2 separate regions of the Rattus norvegicus genome follow, and region 2 is linked to region 1. The links are chromatin contacts, called in public Hi-C maps. All regions are on one chromosome and are shown on one strand. Each heading gives the region's core, a stretch centred on a gene start, on an enhancer-like site or on the middle of the called end of the contact. The rest is flanking DNA. Distances are from core to core; before and after follow the strand shown. Region 1 holds the start of Kcnma1 (potassium calcium-activated channel subfamily M alpha 1). Region 2 overlaps Kcnma1 (potassium calcium-activated channel subfamily M alpha 1).

What was found. A called contact is a pair of places that touch in the nucleus more often than the background predicts.
Region 2: a Hi-C map of frontal cortex shows a contact between it and region 1, with 1.8 times the contacts expected there. The contact joins the enhancer-like site here to the promoter of Kcnma1 in region 1. A contact is called at or near these places in 3 of 12 Hi-C or Micro-C datasets (frontal cortex, liver and psoas muscle).

Annotation. Positions count from the first base shown.
Region 1 is chr15:348,892-356,468 of GRCr8, forward strand. Kcnma1 (potassium calcium-activated channel subfamily M alpha 1) reads left to right here and starts at 3,034. Exons shown (of 30, transcript NM_001393699.1): 1 at 3,034-3,491. The coding sequence starts at 3,114. LOC103693799 (a long non-coding RNA gene) reads right to left here and starts at 1,984. Exons shown (of 7, transcript XR_010058082.1): 1 at 1,808-1,984.
Region 2 is chr15:459,685-467,261 of GRCr8, forward strand. All of the region lies in intron 1 of Kcnma1 (potassium calcium-activated channel subfamily M alpha 1), which reads left to right. Among named protein-coding and RNA genes, the nearest start is that of Kcnma1, 110 kb to the left of the region's middle. Within about 2 kb of position 3,022, at least 26 of the 93 cell types and tissues checked have an H3K27ac peak or open chromatin away from gene starts, as enhancers often do.

The DNA of each region.
Region 1 (7,577 bases), core at 1,784-4,283:
GTTTTAGAAATGAATAACACAAGCCTACGATGTCCAAGGATCTTTTTGAATGCGAGGTTCCTCTGTGTCTGGGAAGAGCCTCTTCCTAAATGGCTGGTAAGAGAGTTGGGCAAAGGCCTGATGATATCTATTCCCAGTAGTCAGGAATACTCTCATTCTGTGCCTATATTCTGAGTGTCCCAAGTCCATTCAGGTGATAATATTGACCTTGATGAAGGTCTCTGATGAATTCTGAGGAAGTCACAGTTTTGGACAACACTGGAGAGGCTGAAAGCTTCAGTCACCAAAGCAGAAAGAGGTGGTGGCTGGGGTGCGTACCTCATGGGGCTTCTGGGACCCTCTAGATGATGATGGTGACAATGGAGTCAGAACACATGTAGGGACTTCACATGTGGGATGACAGAAGGCACAGCATCCGCCAGACTCTTGTAAGTCACCATGAAACTAGCTTTCTAGGAAGATCTAGGTTGCAGGTATTGGCTAGGAAGAATCTAGAGGGGACCACTGGCTGCGAAGGTTCAAGTTTTGTTCCTATGGGAATACATTCCGAAGGCTCACTAAGCCACAGTGGGGCAGAGCAGTACCTGTTCTTTGCTGAGTTTATGCTATGGATGTCTCAGTTTTAAATGTTAAATCTCGGACTTAAGGAAAGTCCCTCACGCTTGGCGTGTGTTGAGGCACACTCACAGCTATTGAGGAGGCCAACAAAGGAACCTCAGTACCACAGTCATTTGCATCCCTTCCCAGCCTTTCCAAGTCTTACCCAGCCTGATTCTGGGATAGAGCTAGGGGCATTGAATACATGGGGATTGTGAAGGACAGATGATATTGGAGGGACCACTGGATGGTTTAAGGGGAGACTGAGGCAATTTCTCCTTCTGGAAAACACAATTTATAGCTCTCTTCTTTAAAACATAAACTACCTCAGTGCGTGTGTGTGTGTGTGTGTGTGTGTGTGTAAACATGAGTGTGCACCATAACATGCACATAGGTATGAGAGAATGGTTAACAGGAGTTAGTTTATTCTTTTCACTGTGACTTTCAGAGATCAGGTTCAGGTGGTCAGGTTTGGAGGCAAGTAACTTTAACAGTTGAGCCTTTTTGCTGGCCTTCTGTTATATACTGTTTTTTTTTTTTTGGGGGGGGGTGATTTTGGCCTTAATTCTTTTCTAGTAGATATGTTTACTGAGCCCAAGGAATATACCAACCGATTTGAGACTCATTATTTTCGGTGTCTGCCAGGTTTGGCCTCCTTTGGCCCTTCTTGGCTGACCAATGATTTAGGTAGTGACAGCTTGTTCAGGTAAGGAGCCTCACTTGGGCCAGTTTACCATATGAGGAGTCTTGAAAGGAACCTGAGAATTCCAATTAGGCTATAACTAATGAGCTGGAAAGTTTGGGGAAATCACTGAGGGCAATGAGGGGAGAGTGATTGTCTTGGTTTTAATTAGCACAGGAAAAAGTTGTGGTACAGCTGCCAGCCTGGAGAAGTGGCCAGAGTGAGAAAGTTTCTGTGTGACTGGGGGTTGGGTGGGGGGGACAGGGGCTGCTCAACAAACCCGGACTCCTTCCCTTTAAAGGGGAGAAACGAATGGGGAAACCAGAAATGTAGAAAGGCAAGCCTGAATGCAGAATACCCACCATTCAGTTGCTCTCCTCACATGACTCTAAAGGACAAGGAAGAGACCCTTTAAGAAACCCGTTGTCTACCCAAGTTTGTTCCACACCAACAGTCAGGCTGCTGTCTTCTTTGCCTACTATCAGGTTGCTTGATAAGGAAATAACAAAGAACAAACAACAAACCCACCTGCAGCTGTCAGAGGTCATAGACTACCAACAGACTTTCAGATGCCCCTGTTCATCAGCAACGCACGCTGTGGCACCTAGGAAACGAAAGTGTGAATGAACTATCAGTCAGCACGCGTACTGTGCTCACTAGGGTCTTCCTTAGTCTCCAAGCCTGAGGATCTAGGGGCAATAATAAGCCCATTGAATGGAGCCGACAGCCAACCACTCCTCCCCTCCCCATTAGGGGTTCCTCAGGCACCTGGTGGCTTTCCCTTCTGGTACCCCGCTGAGCTTAAGGGGGCGCAACACCTGCTAAATCCTGCATCTGGGCTGGGGGCGCTATACTCTGTGTCCTGAGTGGTGGGGGGCCGCATGCCCGACCACTTCCAAAAGACCTGCGGCCCCTACTCAGCCCCAAGCCGTGGCCAGCCTGGTAAGCCTCCTCCCCTCTCGCTTCGGGCGGCTTGAGCCCGCGCCTGCTCCAGTTGCTGCAGCTGCCACTGTTGGCGGCTGCGGGGAGCGCGGGGCGCGCGCCGAAGAGGCTCCGGCTGCGAGAACGGGGACGAGGAAGAGCCCGAGGAGGCGAGGAGGAAGAAGCGAGCAGAGGCCGAGGAGGCTCGGGGTCGCGAAGACCCGGTCCGAAGGGGTCCGGCAGGGCATCCGCTAGCTGGCCGCGGAGGCAGGGCAGACAGCCGCAGCCAATTTACCGCGGCCCCGCGAGCTCAGGAGGCGGCGATCCAGGAGCGGAGCGCAGTCTGGGGGAGGAAGGGTGGCGCGGGCACGCCCGGGCGGGAGGGCGCGGATTCTCCGATCTTAACGAGCTGTCTTCTCATCACCCGAGAGAGCTGCGCGGGGACGGGCGGGGGACCCCGGGCCGGGGCGCAGCGCACACGCGTGGCGCACGCCAAGTGGACCGGGCGGCGCCGAAGGCACTCGGGATCGCGCTTTCGGAGCTTCGGGCCGCCCAGACCCCGGGCGCGGACGGCCCGCGGCGCCCCCTGGGCTCTCGGTGCCCCGCGCAGCCCCGGGGGCGATCGGAGCCCGGGTCGGGGAGTGGGAGCCACCCGCGCTCATCCCCTTCCCCCCCCGGGCGGGCGGGCAGCCCGGGGGAGGGCGGGCGGCGGCGCTTGGCTGTATATATCTCCGCACACCCCGCCAGGTCGCGCACAGCGCCCCGAGCCCAGGCGCCTCCCCGCCCCCCTCCCGGCGCTCCGCGGCGGCGGCGGCAGCAGTAGCAGCAACATGGCTGTTGATGGGTGTTCGGGGTGGCGCTGGCGGCGGGAGGAGCTCCCTCGAGCCCCTGCGCCGGCCGTCCGTTGCTAGCTATGGCAAACGGTGGCGGCGGCGGCGGCGGCGGCAGCAGCGGCAGCAGCGGCGGCGGCGGCGGCGGCGGCGGAGGCAGCGGTCTTAGAATGAGCAGCAATATCCACGCGAACCATCTCAGCCTAGACGCGTCCTCTTCTTCCTCCTCCTCTTCTTCCTCCTCCTCTTCCTCCTCGTCCTCGGTCCACGAGCCCAAGATGGATGCGCTCATCATCCCGGTGACCATGGAGGTGCCGTGCGACAGCCGGGGCCAACGCATGTGGTGGGCTTTCTTGGCCTCCTCCATGGTGACTTTCTTCGGGGGCCTCTTCATCATCTTGCTCTGGCGGACTCTCAAGTACCTGTGGACCGTTTGCTGCCACTGCGGGGGCAAGACGAAGGTAACGCGCGCCCCGGGCGCCCGCCCCTGCGCCATCCCAGCCATCTCTCGGCGTCCCCTGCAGCCCACCTCTTAGCTCCGCACCGTGTCTTGCCTCCTTCCGTCCTACCAGCCTTGTCCCCGTCGCCTGCCCTTCCCTCCCCTTTCCCTGTGCCCTCGGATTGGGGCAGCGGTCTGTGCGCCAGGGGTGAGGAGTTGACCCCAGCCGGTGCGCTCTGGGACACAGACCCCCGCTTTACTTCTCTACTTATTGTAGGGTTATTGGTGGCTACGGCCGGACCCGGGTCGGGGGTACATGTGTCTTTCGGGCATGTTGTTGCAGGGTGAGGAGAAGGAACCTTGCGGGGGACACAGGAAGCTGAAAGACCCTGGGTGCGTGCTGGGCATCACTCACTGGCTGCGTCCAGGCTCATCACAGCGGGCTGGCTGGGACAGATCAGCTCCTACTTTAGGAGCTTGTTGGGGAAATCAGTTCATAGGGTCCCTAAGAAGGGAACGTCATTAGAGCAAGGGAGAAAATCTTTTGCATTTTGGAATTCTGGGGGAGGAATATGGCTTTAGAAAGTGGGGGCACAGGGATCAATAAAAAGTTGAAAAGAGTTATCCTGGAATGGGGTCAATCTATGGAGAATCACTTTCTAAACGTGGCATGGTTGCAAGTCTGATGCTTCCGCCCACTCCATCACTTACGTTTTCTTTGTGGAACATTCCCCTGCCCCAAGTACTTTCACCACCTCTACACTCCTCTCCTAGGCCACCCACTTTGGATCCCTGCAAATACAGCCAGCAGCTCCAATCTGTAGCACCAGGGTTGCACACCTCAGGGTCCAAGGGAACTCTGCTTCACGAAGCCCCCCTTTGGCACTCGATGTGGCTGGAAGTTGCCTTAAGCTATTCCTGGCAGAGTCGCCCACCCGTGTTAGGACTCACATCTCAGATATATGGTTGCTAGGCTTACTCCTGGGCTGTGTCCATATCCTAGAGGGGTCTCTGCCCACCACCTAGCACTAGCTGGGCACAGGGGTCCGGAGGTGGGCAGTGTTTGAGAGAGAACTACAGAATGAATAAAAGAAAGAACAGGGAACAAAAAGAGGGAGCTGAACTGGGTGCCTTCTTTTAGAGAAATTCTGATCCAAGAGAACTTAACAGCACCCACACTTTTGGAGAGAGGAGATCTCTAGGGGGGGGGGGTTGGGCAAGGCACTCATCCTGGTTCCCAGGTGTCAACACCTGCTCTAGTAAAGTTAATCACAGGACCCCCCTCAGGCATTACAGGGTTCAGCAACTTGTGGCATCTTGTAGCTGCTAAAGAGAAGAGTTAGGTTAAAGGGGAAGGCTGACTATGAAACCCAAGGGCAACTGAAGCACTCTGTGTCATTAATTATACATTACCGTAGGTGCTGGGCTCAGCTGTGTTTTGTGGCAGCACATTTGTGTTTTGGAAAATACTGGTGTGTTGGAATAAGGGAGGAAAAAGTAAAACCTCCCTCCCTTCCTTCTTTGCTTCCTCTTGGCATTGCTCTGAAAGCCTCCAATGGTGACTGGTGGGCTTGTTTAGAGCCCGCTTCTTGATAATGAAGCACCCCCCCCCCCCAACCCTGTCCTTTTCAAGGAGAAAGTTCACTGGCCTTCCAGAGAAGCCCTCAGATTAAGCAAGGTTCCTACAGTCAGACTCAGAGACACTTTCTGCTCCATCAGACTTAACTGTAGCCTGATCACAGAATCCCATTCACTCATTCTTTCTACTGCATCTCCAGCTAGTCCTGGGAGCGTCTCCCTCCCATACTGAGACTTGGCCTCTATCTTTAGTTGCATGCTTCTCAATTATTTTCTATATGGAAGTGATTTGGGTTGGCTTAATAAAACAAACAAACCACCTTCTCTTTTCAGAAAGTGAGCAAATTTGGTCATAATGAAACCTTTTGTCATCCTGAGGTTTTAAGTGGAGTGTTTATCATCTCTTTACTCTAGGGGGTACCCTGTACTGGTTTAGTGCGTGTCATGAAATGTTTCTGAGAGAATTTACATAAAGAATCTCTCTCCTAAATAATGACCAGAGTAGCTTTTGCCAGTTTTCTCAGAAAATAGGTTTTGTGTAACAATAATTAAAAAATAAACCGATCTGTACACATTTGTCTACAGAGTCTTTAGCCTCAGAATCAGCAGAGTGAGAACAATTGAGAGTTTCAATACAGAAATCACCCTGGAATGAAAGATGATTGTGGTTGTTTGGAAAGATTGAAGGCCAAAATAGAGTATCATCCAGCTATTTTTGGTACTGTGAGTTCTTTTAGAATCATGCCCTGTTTTTTTTAATACCTGCCTCTTGATTAGTTCAATTAAATTGTGTGTATACTAAACTCCCTTTACCTAATGATGGTAAGTGAGAATTTTTCAGAGCTTCCCTTTCTACTCTTTGAGCTCTGTGTTTGTTTTGCAGTCAATCCCCTCTTTGCTTTTCAAATATTCCATAGTTTTGTCAAGACTCGGTACAGAATAAAGAATTCAGCTCAAGTTTAGAAAAGCTGTATCTGCCAGTCTCTTTAAGCAAACCTCTGCTGCTATTCCACAGAAATTTCTACCCACCCTCAAGCCTCTTCACCCACCCCACTCTTATCCAGGTCTAGTGTGACTTACTAGGAGCCAGAGTTCTGGGAAAGGTATCTACTCAGCATCTGAAATTCCCAGGGAGACGTGTTTCACCAGGAGTCTGGAATCCTATACATTTGTTCTCCGGGTCTGCACCATGACTTTTTTTTTTTTTGTCAAATGAACCCAAGACTGTGGACATACATGTTGGGGTCTCTGTTCATTTGTGCCTTTGGCCTCCAAATAACACAGAGCTAATGCCTTTGTTATTATTATTATCATTATTTTAAAAAGTTGTAAGCTTTTGGGGAGAAGTAGGGGAGTAATGGAGGAATATTTATGCTGGGTATGGTGGCACATGCCTGTATTCCAGTATTCAAGGACAGAGGCAGGAGGACTGTTTTAAGTCAGCTTGGACTAGGTAGCCATAAGCCTGTCTCAAATAGTGGGAGAGTGGACAGAATAATAGGCGCACAGCAAACCTCACCGTCCCATTCCTGACTTGAGCACGGTTCTTTGCTCAGGTTTTTCATGCTATTGCTTCCCTCCACCACCCTGAGTTACATCAGTGTGCGTTGGTCATTTGGCAACAGAGTTTTGGGGTTCAGTCTAGTCCTAGATTGCAGCGAGCTGGGGGAACTGCCCAGACAGTCTGCATAAGCCATTTAACCTCTCTGGCCCCTAGGAAATCTGAGGATTGGACCCCATAAGTTCCAATCCTCTTCTTTGTCTTGGGATCGCACACAAGAGAATGGAAGGACAGAAGAATTTGGGGAAAGATTTTTAAGCTCCGATTCCTTTGGAATTTGCCTCCTAACCACCTATGTTTCTTCTCCCCCCCCCCCTTGTTTTATTCATTTGCTAGCCTGTGGTCTACTTCTCTTTAAGCATTTGGGGAAATAGGTCACTTGTGGATGGGCCTCTGGTTTGCTGCAGGACCTGCATGTGACAAGGCATAGACTAACCGATAATCCCAGTCAGGGCTATCATCCCTATAGAACCTTGGTCTTGGTCAAAGATGTTCTGCATGCTGTGAATTATTGAGGTGTTGTCTCCATGGTTATGTCTGAGAAAACAACACATTTTCTCCGACAAGCTCGTGATTAATATAAATATCAGATCCCATTATGGCTTGGTAATTACCCAGGGTCTGGTCTGGTGCATCAATCAGGACTGCGGCATCAGCACCCTGGAACTCTAGATTCCAGATTGGCCTCAGTGCCTGGTTTCCTCTTGTCCTGGCAATTGCCAGCACTGATGACCTCCACATACTCTTTTATGGTCAGATCACTCAGGGAGGCCGGGGAGAAGTTGTCAGTCCCTAGTCACGGAGGACCTGACCTGGCCTTGTCCACATAGCCTGTACTCATTGGTTATTAAAAATTTTAATTTTGTTTTATGTGTATGTAACTGAGTACATACCTGAGTATGTACGTCAGGTACATGCAGGAGATTGTGGAGGTCAGAAGAGGGGTTGGATGGATCCCTTGGGACTAGA
Region 2 (7,577 bases), core at 1,772-4,271, 110 kb after region 1:
GAAGAGACACTATGGCCATGGCTACTCTTTATAAAAAGAAACACATTTCATTGGAACTGGTGTATAGTTCAGAGGTTTGGCCCATTATTGTCATGGTGGGAAGCATGGTAGCCCATAGGCAGACATGGTGCTGGAGAGATACCTGAGAATTCTAAATCTGAATCAGCAGGCGAGAGAGAGAGAGAGAGAGAGAGAGAGAGAGAGAGAGAGAGAGAGAGAGAGAGAGAGAGAGAGACTGGACAGGGCTTGAGTATTTGAAACCTCAAAGCCTACCCCTAGTGATACCTCCTCCAAGAAGGTAACATGTGTTCCAACAAGACCCCAACTTGTAATAGTACCACTCCCTATGAGCCCGTGGGGCCATTTTCATTCAAACCACTTTACATGCACAGTTTTATGGGGTGCAGGGATCAAACCTAGGGCTTACTGCATGATAGGCAAGCTCTCTACCAACTGAGCTACATATCTAGCCCTGAATGGTAGATTCTTGATGGCAGGGGTTTGTATATAATGACATGCACAAACAAGACCTAGTGCATTGTAGGTACTGGGCATGGAGCATATGAGTTGGACCACTGTTAGATATCGGGATGCAGGAAGCAGATTCAATAATGCCCTCAGTTACCAGACAACAGTGGGTCTGCTCAGAGATCCCATTAACTTAAAATGGAGTTACTGAGCTTTTCTGGATCTTTATTGAGCCTGTAATTGAAGTTTTGGCTCCATGGACTGCCTCTGCTGAGTGCATGGACAGACCCTACATAGAAAGTGATGGAATGATCATACACCCCACATCTGGTCCAAGAGGAAGAGGTAACATGATGTTCTAAAGATCTGACCCAGTGCTGGGGTATAGTTTAGTTAGTAAAATGCTTGGGTAGCAGTAAGCTTTGTGTTTGGTCCTTAGCACTGCATAAACTGGACATGGTAGTTCAGACCTATAATCACAGCAATTAGAAGGTAAAGAAATAAGGATCAGACATCGAGGGTTAACCATGGCATACATAGCTCCAGGTCTGGGTCTGGGTCTTCTTTTTTTTCTGAGAAAGAAGGAGGAGGAGGAGGAGGAGGAAGAGGAAGAGGAAGAGAAAGAGGAGGAGGAGAAGGAAGAGGAAGAGGAGGAGAAGGAGGAGGAGAAGAAGAAGACTCTCAATTCAGGGTAGTTTTTGTTTAGAAGGTAGATTTTATTATTACATTTTTAAAATCAAAAGTCTATTATTGCCCTTCCCTTGTGGGTTTAGATCAATATACTGACAGTATTTTAACCAAAGAGGCACCCAGTCTTCTGCTTTAATAGCATTGCCAGGAAATCTTGGGAAACTGAATGGAAAAGCCTACATTGCTACTAATGTCATTTAAACCATCATTTTTAATCTCACCATTTTTACTAGTTGCCATCTAATTTACCTTGTATTCTGCAGCTTTGGGGACTGAACCCAGGGTCTCACTCTACAGACGTTCTACCACTATATGTATATATATGTCATTTTTGATACAAAGTCCATTATCCAGACTGGCCTTCAATAAATTTCGTACACAGGTAAATTTCGTACACAGGTAATGTTTGACCTTGTGATCCCCTTGCCTCAACTTCCCAAGTGCTGAGATTAGAGGTTGCACTGCCGTGCCCCAGTGGTTGGATGATAGGCCCACAGTACGAGGTGCAGTCAGTTCCCATTGCATTGGAGGTGCTTGGAGCTTTTGTACATATGATCTCAAATAATCCTTACAGTGGCCTAGGAAGATGGTGATCATTGTCATCGCCTTTCCCCAGGAGGGTAAACTGAGGAACGGTGATACTACATAACATGCCCAACTGCAAAGGGAATGTAACCAGTTGAGGGCAAGTTTGAATCCAGTTCAGGATTTCCAACCCTTCTCAGAGTATCCACAGTGTGCTAGAGGTGTGACCCATGGGGGCTCAATTATTTTCTTACAGAGCAGACCCATCTATAGGAAATATAAAGATATACTATAATATATGGATGATCAAGTCAGATGATCTGTGGGCAAACCTGGGGTCTCAGTATTCCAGAGAATCTGGGTTGAGGATGGCCAAGAGAGAGGAAGAAGTTTGCACTGAGTTTTCTGGAAGAATGAACTAGGTATATGGATTGGGTGGGTAGCCAAGGGTAGGGACAGGCATTCTAGGAGAGAAAGGAGGACAGAGGTAGGTGACTTGAGGGCTGGCCTCAGTCTCCCCACCTTCCTCGGCATGAATGTCCATGAATGAAGAGGTGCTGAGGTGGGTTCCCCTTGGAAAAAGTGCACAGCAGGGAAGAGGTGCTTCCCGCTGTCAGAGTGGGAGTGTGTGGGGAGCAGGCCTCATGATTTGCTCTTCTCCCAGGTCTTTCCTGCTAGGTTTTAAGGGCAGCACTAGGCTGTAGTTGGACGCTTGCTTTGGAACTGGCTGTAGGTTTAGACCTTACAGGTGGCTCATTCTGTTCTGACACCAGGGCTGCTTGAAGCATCTTCAGTGCTTCCTGGGTCTCTTCTAGCAGAAGAGGCCATCCTGGTGATTGCTGTGGGCACTTGTAGCTATGTGTGTGATCTAAGCATGGTGATGCACAGCTGGCAGCTGAGAACCCATGCCACAGGTCAGACATGAGTCATCTCCTGCCACACAGGCCATTTTGGTTTAACTAGGACACACCTGACCTCAGCATGCTTACAGGTGCAGAGAATCTGTTGCGTGGTCTCAGCTTCAGTCTGCCTCGATCCTTTCCCACGTGGGTGGCAGTGCCTGTTTATCGATTGTTCAACCAGAGCGAACCAGTGAGATGTTCACTGACAGCTCCCTCTGATTTCTGAGCTCAGAGCAGAGAGGAGCTTTGAATGTAGCCATTCTTCCCTTCCCACCTTAGTGAACCCTCTTCTGCACCAACTCCTCCATGCCCCAGGAGGATGCCCCACCTCTGCCCCCTCCAGGTTCATTTCCATGTCATGGCTGGTCCTTTGCCTGATGCAGAAGACAGTAGAAAAAGCCTCCCAGACAGGACATGGGGTGATAAGTCCCTGCTCTCTGAAGAGCCATGGTCAGAGTAGGACACTGCAGATCCACTGTGCTGCAAGTGGGGAGGATCTGGGTGGGGAGGCAGAGATAGAGGCCGTGTAGGAGGGGAAAGAGGCAGAGATGACAGGATCCGTGAGTGAGTCACCAGCTTCAAGCTCCAGCTGGAGAGCCCCAGGAAGGGGGAATAAGGCATTGCCTATGCAGCAGGCAAGGACCCAGCTTGGGTCTGCGATCTGCTCTCAGGGTGTGTGTGTGTGTGTGTGTGTGTGTGTGTGTGTGTGTGTGTGTGTGTGATCTGCTCTCAGGGTGTGTGTGTGTGTGTGTGTGTGTGTGTGTGACATTCTCCTGGGGCATGGGCACAGAGGAGTGAATGCAGAAGAACTGGGGGTGGAGATGAACAGTAGGATTCAAGACTGTTCTGCCTTACACTTGGAAAGCAGAGGGAGGTGTAAGTGAGCACTCCTCCTGCAGACTATGGTCGAATGAACCATACCCACACAAGAGGAAGGTTCTGTTGTTAGTCTGTTCAGGAATAATGAATCTGAGACCCTGAGAGGCTGAGCAAATTGAAGTCACCAAACAGTGGTAAAATAGGACATGATTTAGCTCTGGCCCTCCTGAAATCCCAGCTTCATCACTGCAGATGATTGTCAGCCAGGAGCCTGCACCAGCAGCACTTGGGTGCTGGTTCTAGTGGAGTTTGAATTATGTTTCCATGGGATGGCTGTGCCAAGGTCGGAGGTCCCCCTTTTCCTTACACTCCTTACTCAGCCTTACTCAGCTTCCTGTCCCAGTTTCTCCATCTGCAGAAGACTCTAGGAGCTTGGCATCTCTACATGTTCTCTCCAGACCACTGGTTAATTGAGTTTCCCATGAATGGCATCCTTCTCAGCCATTCACAGCTGTGTCTAGCTTGAGAACCTAATTTAGGAAGAACAGCTGTAGGTGGAGAACATTCAATTTTTTTTTTGTCATCTGCCTCCTTGGTGTGGAAAGGTTCTGGCTTTCAGATACTCGTTTTGGATTATACTCTTATCAATATGAAACATCCTTCATTCTCTTATGTTATATATTTATTGTAAATCTCTCTGTGTATTTATACACAGGCATATATAATATATGTATGTGCACATATATGTGCACACATGCATGTGCATTCATGTGGGTACTTAAGTGTGTTTACAGCTATATCATGTGTGCACAGATATACTGTGTGTGCATATATGTATGTGCATGTACGTGTGACTGTGTGTATAGAATAGAGGTTTACTGTGGGCATGGTTACATGTCTACTGCCTCCAGCTTGTTTGAGGAAGGGTTTCTTACTTGTCTAGAGTATGCCGGCTAGACCAGCCTGTCTGGGCAGTGAGCTCTTGTCACTGCTGGGATTATAATGCATGCCATCAAGCCTGACTCTTTATATACATATTAGAGGTTGCCTAGCATTTGTGACTTTTGAGACAGTCATTCTGTGTGACCAGGCTGGCCTCAAACTCTTGATTTTCCTGCTCCAGGTTCCTGAGGCTGTCAGGTGTATGTTCCCATACCCTGCTTCCACACCATCCTATTTAATATCCGTTGCCCTGAATTTTACATAAAACACATAATTGTATGCATTAACTTGCCATCTATTAGTCCATCTATCTTATACTACATAAAAGATGTCATTTATTTTTATTCTTCCAGCTAATTCATTTTGTTTCTTGTTCCCTCCCTTTTAAATGGCTCTCTGAAGCCTCTGTTGTGTCTCTGTAATGGGACATTTTAAAACTTCATCTTATACTTCTCCCTAGCAAATGGCACTGTTGGGTCCCCCTGTCTTGCTCCGTAGGTGTGAGGGGTGCTGTTTCGCCTCATTTTGCTGGTAGCTACTGCATAGGGTGCTCTTATGGCTTTTCTCTGCCACTCCCCCCCATCCTGAGAATACTACAGTCAGGGTTGGGCTTTACTGTGTGGGCTGATATTTTAAGCTTCTACTGTACAGGTATTAGATTGTAGTTATTATTTTTATAATCTCATCTTCTCTTAAGTCTTAGCTTTCATGTTCGTTCTTATTTGTGATGGCAGCATTGAGACTTAAGGCTCATTGCTAAGGTTTCCTTCCTAAGGACATGGACTGTTATTGAATGCGTAGTTCTGATCAGCATCTTAACCATGCATATGAAGCACTTACCACCAGTGGAATGTTCTGGGACAATTGCTCTGGTTCATTGCTCTTTCCTCTGCTTTCGTGACACTGCCTGGGATGGAACCCAGGACCCCTAACCCTCTGCCACTGAGTCAGCCTCTCAGCCTCTGCATTTTGTATCTTCTAAGGCTCTTGACAGTGTACGGCCCCACAGCTGTGTTTTGTGAATTAGTCAGATGCTAGCCGATATTTCTTCCTTTTGAGGGTCAACTGACATCTTCTGCTTGGGTGCTGTGGAATGCCACCATGGACTCAGCACACACACCTGCTTATTAGCATAGTTGTCCCTTGACTGCCACAGCCGGGTCCATCTTACGGCCTGGAAAATGGTTTTCTGTTTTTGTTTTTGCTTTTGTTTTTTCCCAGTTCTGTTCATAACGATTTGGCTGCCTGGGCTCATTTTTATGATCCGGCACCCAACTTTCTCAGTGCTCTGCCTCCCTCAGAATTCTTCCCCTTCCTCTTCGGAGTGCTTATGTATCAGGTTTCAGGAGCAAGCACTCCTGACTTTGGCCGCTGACAGGGGCTGGATGCCTGAGTTCTTTGCTGAACCCTGTGCTGAGTGTTTTACCTGCTGTATCTTCCTTCTTGAGTTGGTAGAGTGAGGCTGAGAGACATGTGCTTTGGTTGTGCTCACTCTGTGGATGGGGAAATGTGTGCTGAAAGGCCTTGCCTTACTCTGCCACATCTAGGCACCAAGAGGCAGGCTTGGATCAGAGTCTAGCACATTGTGCAGAGGTTTCTCTGAAGTCATTCTTTTGTTTTATTATTTGTTTTTGAGACTTAGTTTTACATGTGTGTAAGCATGTGTGTCTATGTCTATGTATGTATGTGTGTACATGGCTTTGGAAATCAGAATAGGGTATCAGATCCCTTTGGAGTTGGAGTTACATTTGGTTTTGAGCAGCCAAGAATGGATTCTGGGAGTTGAACTCAGGTCCTCTATGAGAACAACAAGGGCTCTTAACCACCGCACCATTTCTCTCTTCTCTGTTCGCTTTTTTGAGTTATGCCATAGCCCAGGCTGGCCTGTAACTCACTGTGTAGTCAAAGCTAGCCTCCTTAAAGCAGTCCTGTTGAGATTACAGCAGGACCACTGAAGCCAACTAAATGGTCATTTTGTTCCCATCTTTCTTTGAGTTCTTTGTTCTCTGCCTGGATGTTTATAAATGTTACAGCATTGATGGTTGCTTTTCGTGGCTTTCATCATGAATACAGTCAGGGTTTGCCCACAATCAGGGAGGGCTGACTCTCCCGGGCCTCTTTGATGTTCACCTCATTGCAGGAGAATGCTATGTGGTCTTACCACCAGAACACTGGCCGAGGAAGGACATCTCACATGGTTCAGCCACTTGTGAGGCCACCTCAGAGAGACAGAGCCATCTGTAGTTCCAGTGGGAGCTCAACCTCAAGACACTTTTCTGACTTGGTAAAGCCACTGCCCTGAGTGCCAACTGTTTTCCTCTGGCTTGCTGTTTGACTTGGCCACCATGCCAGGTACAAACTGTGCTCAAACTTGTCCTCCTTCCTGGAGCTGCCACCTGCTGTGTCAGGGACCAGCCCCTTGTCCCCAGCCAGTGCTCTTCTGATATACCAGCCATGTGATTCCTGGAGCTTCCCAGTGTTGCTACACACACACAGACACACAGACACACACACACAGACACACACACACACACTCGTGCACATGCACATGCAGAGACAGAGAGAGACATACAGAGACAGAGAGAGACACACAGAGACACAGAGAGACACACAGATACATCTAGATACACATCCATACATACATACACACAGATACATACACAGATATACAGAAGAATCCAGACACACCCAGATATACATTCAAACACAGATGTATACACATATACAGAGAAACAGAGGCTGACAGACAAAGAGACAGAGACAGAGAGACACAGATACATGCATACACATGCATACACACACACACATATACACATACAGATAAACACACACACACACATCAAGATACACCCAGACATACCCATACACCCTCCTCCCTCCACACACTTGTGTAGACCCACAGATCCACAGGGACAAGAATACTCTTGCCCTGGCTACTGCTCTCCCCCAGCCTGATTCACCACCTTTGGCAGGCCTTACTGATCTTGGCAGTTCAGCTCTTTATTAGCCAATGAGGATGACCAAGGTAGCCTCCATCTTCTTTATTCAACTATCATGGCTTTTTCTTTAGGTTTGGGTCACAAAAATGGCACAGGTTTCCAGCTTCCTAGTGGTATTTCAGGCTATTCACTGGGCGATTGTTTTCCCTGTAGGTTTCTCAGAGGAACATTCTAGATGTAGATACAATAGAGGCTTAGCCTTCTCACCGATCATAGATCGTTTTAGAATGCA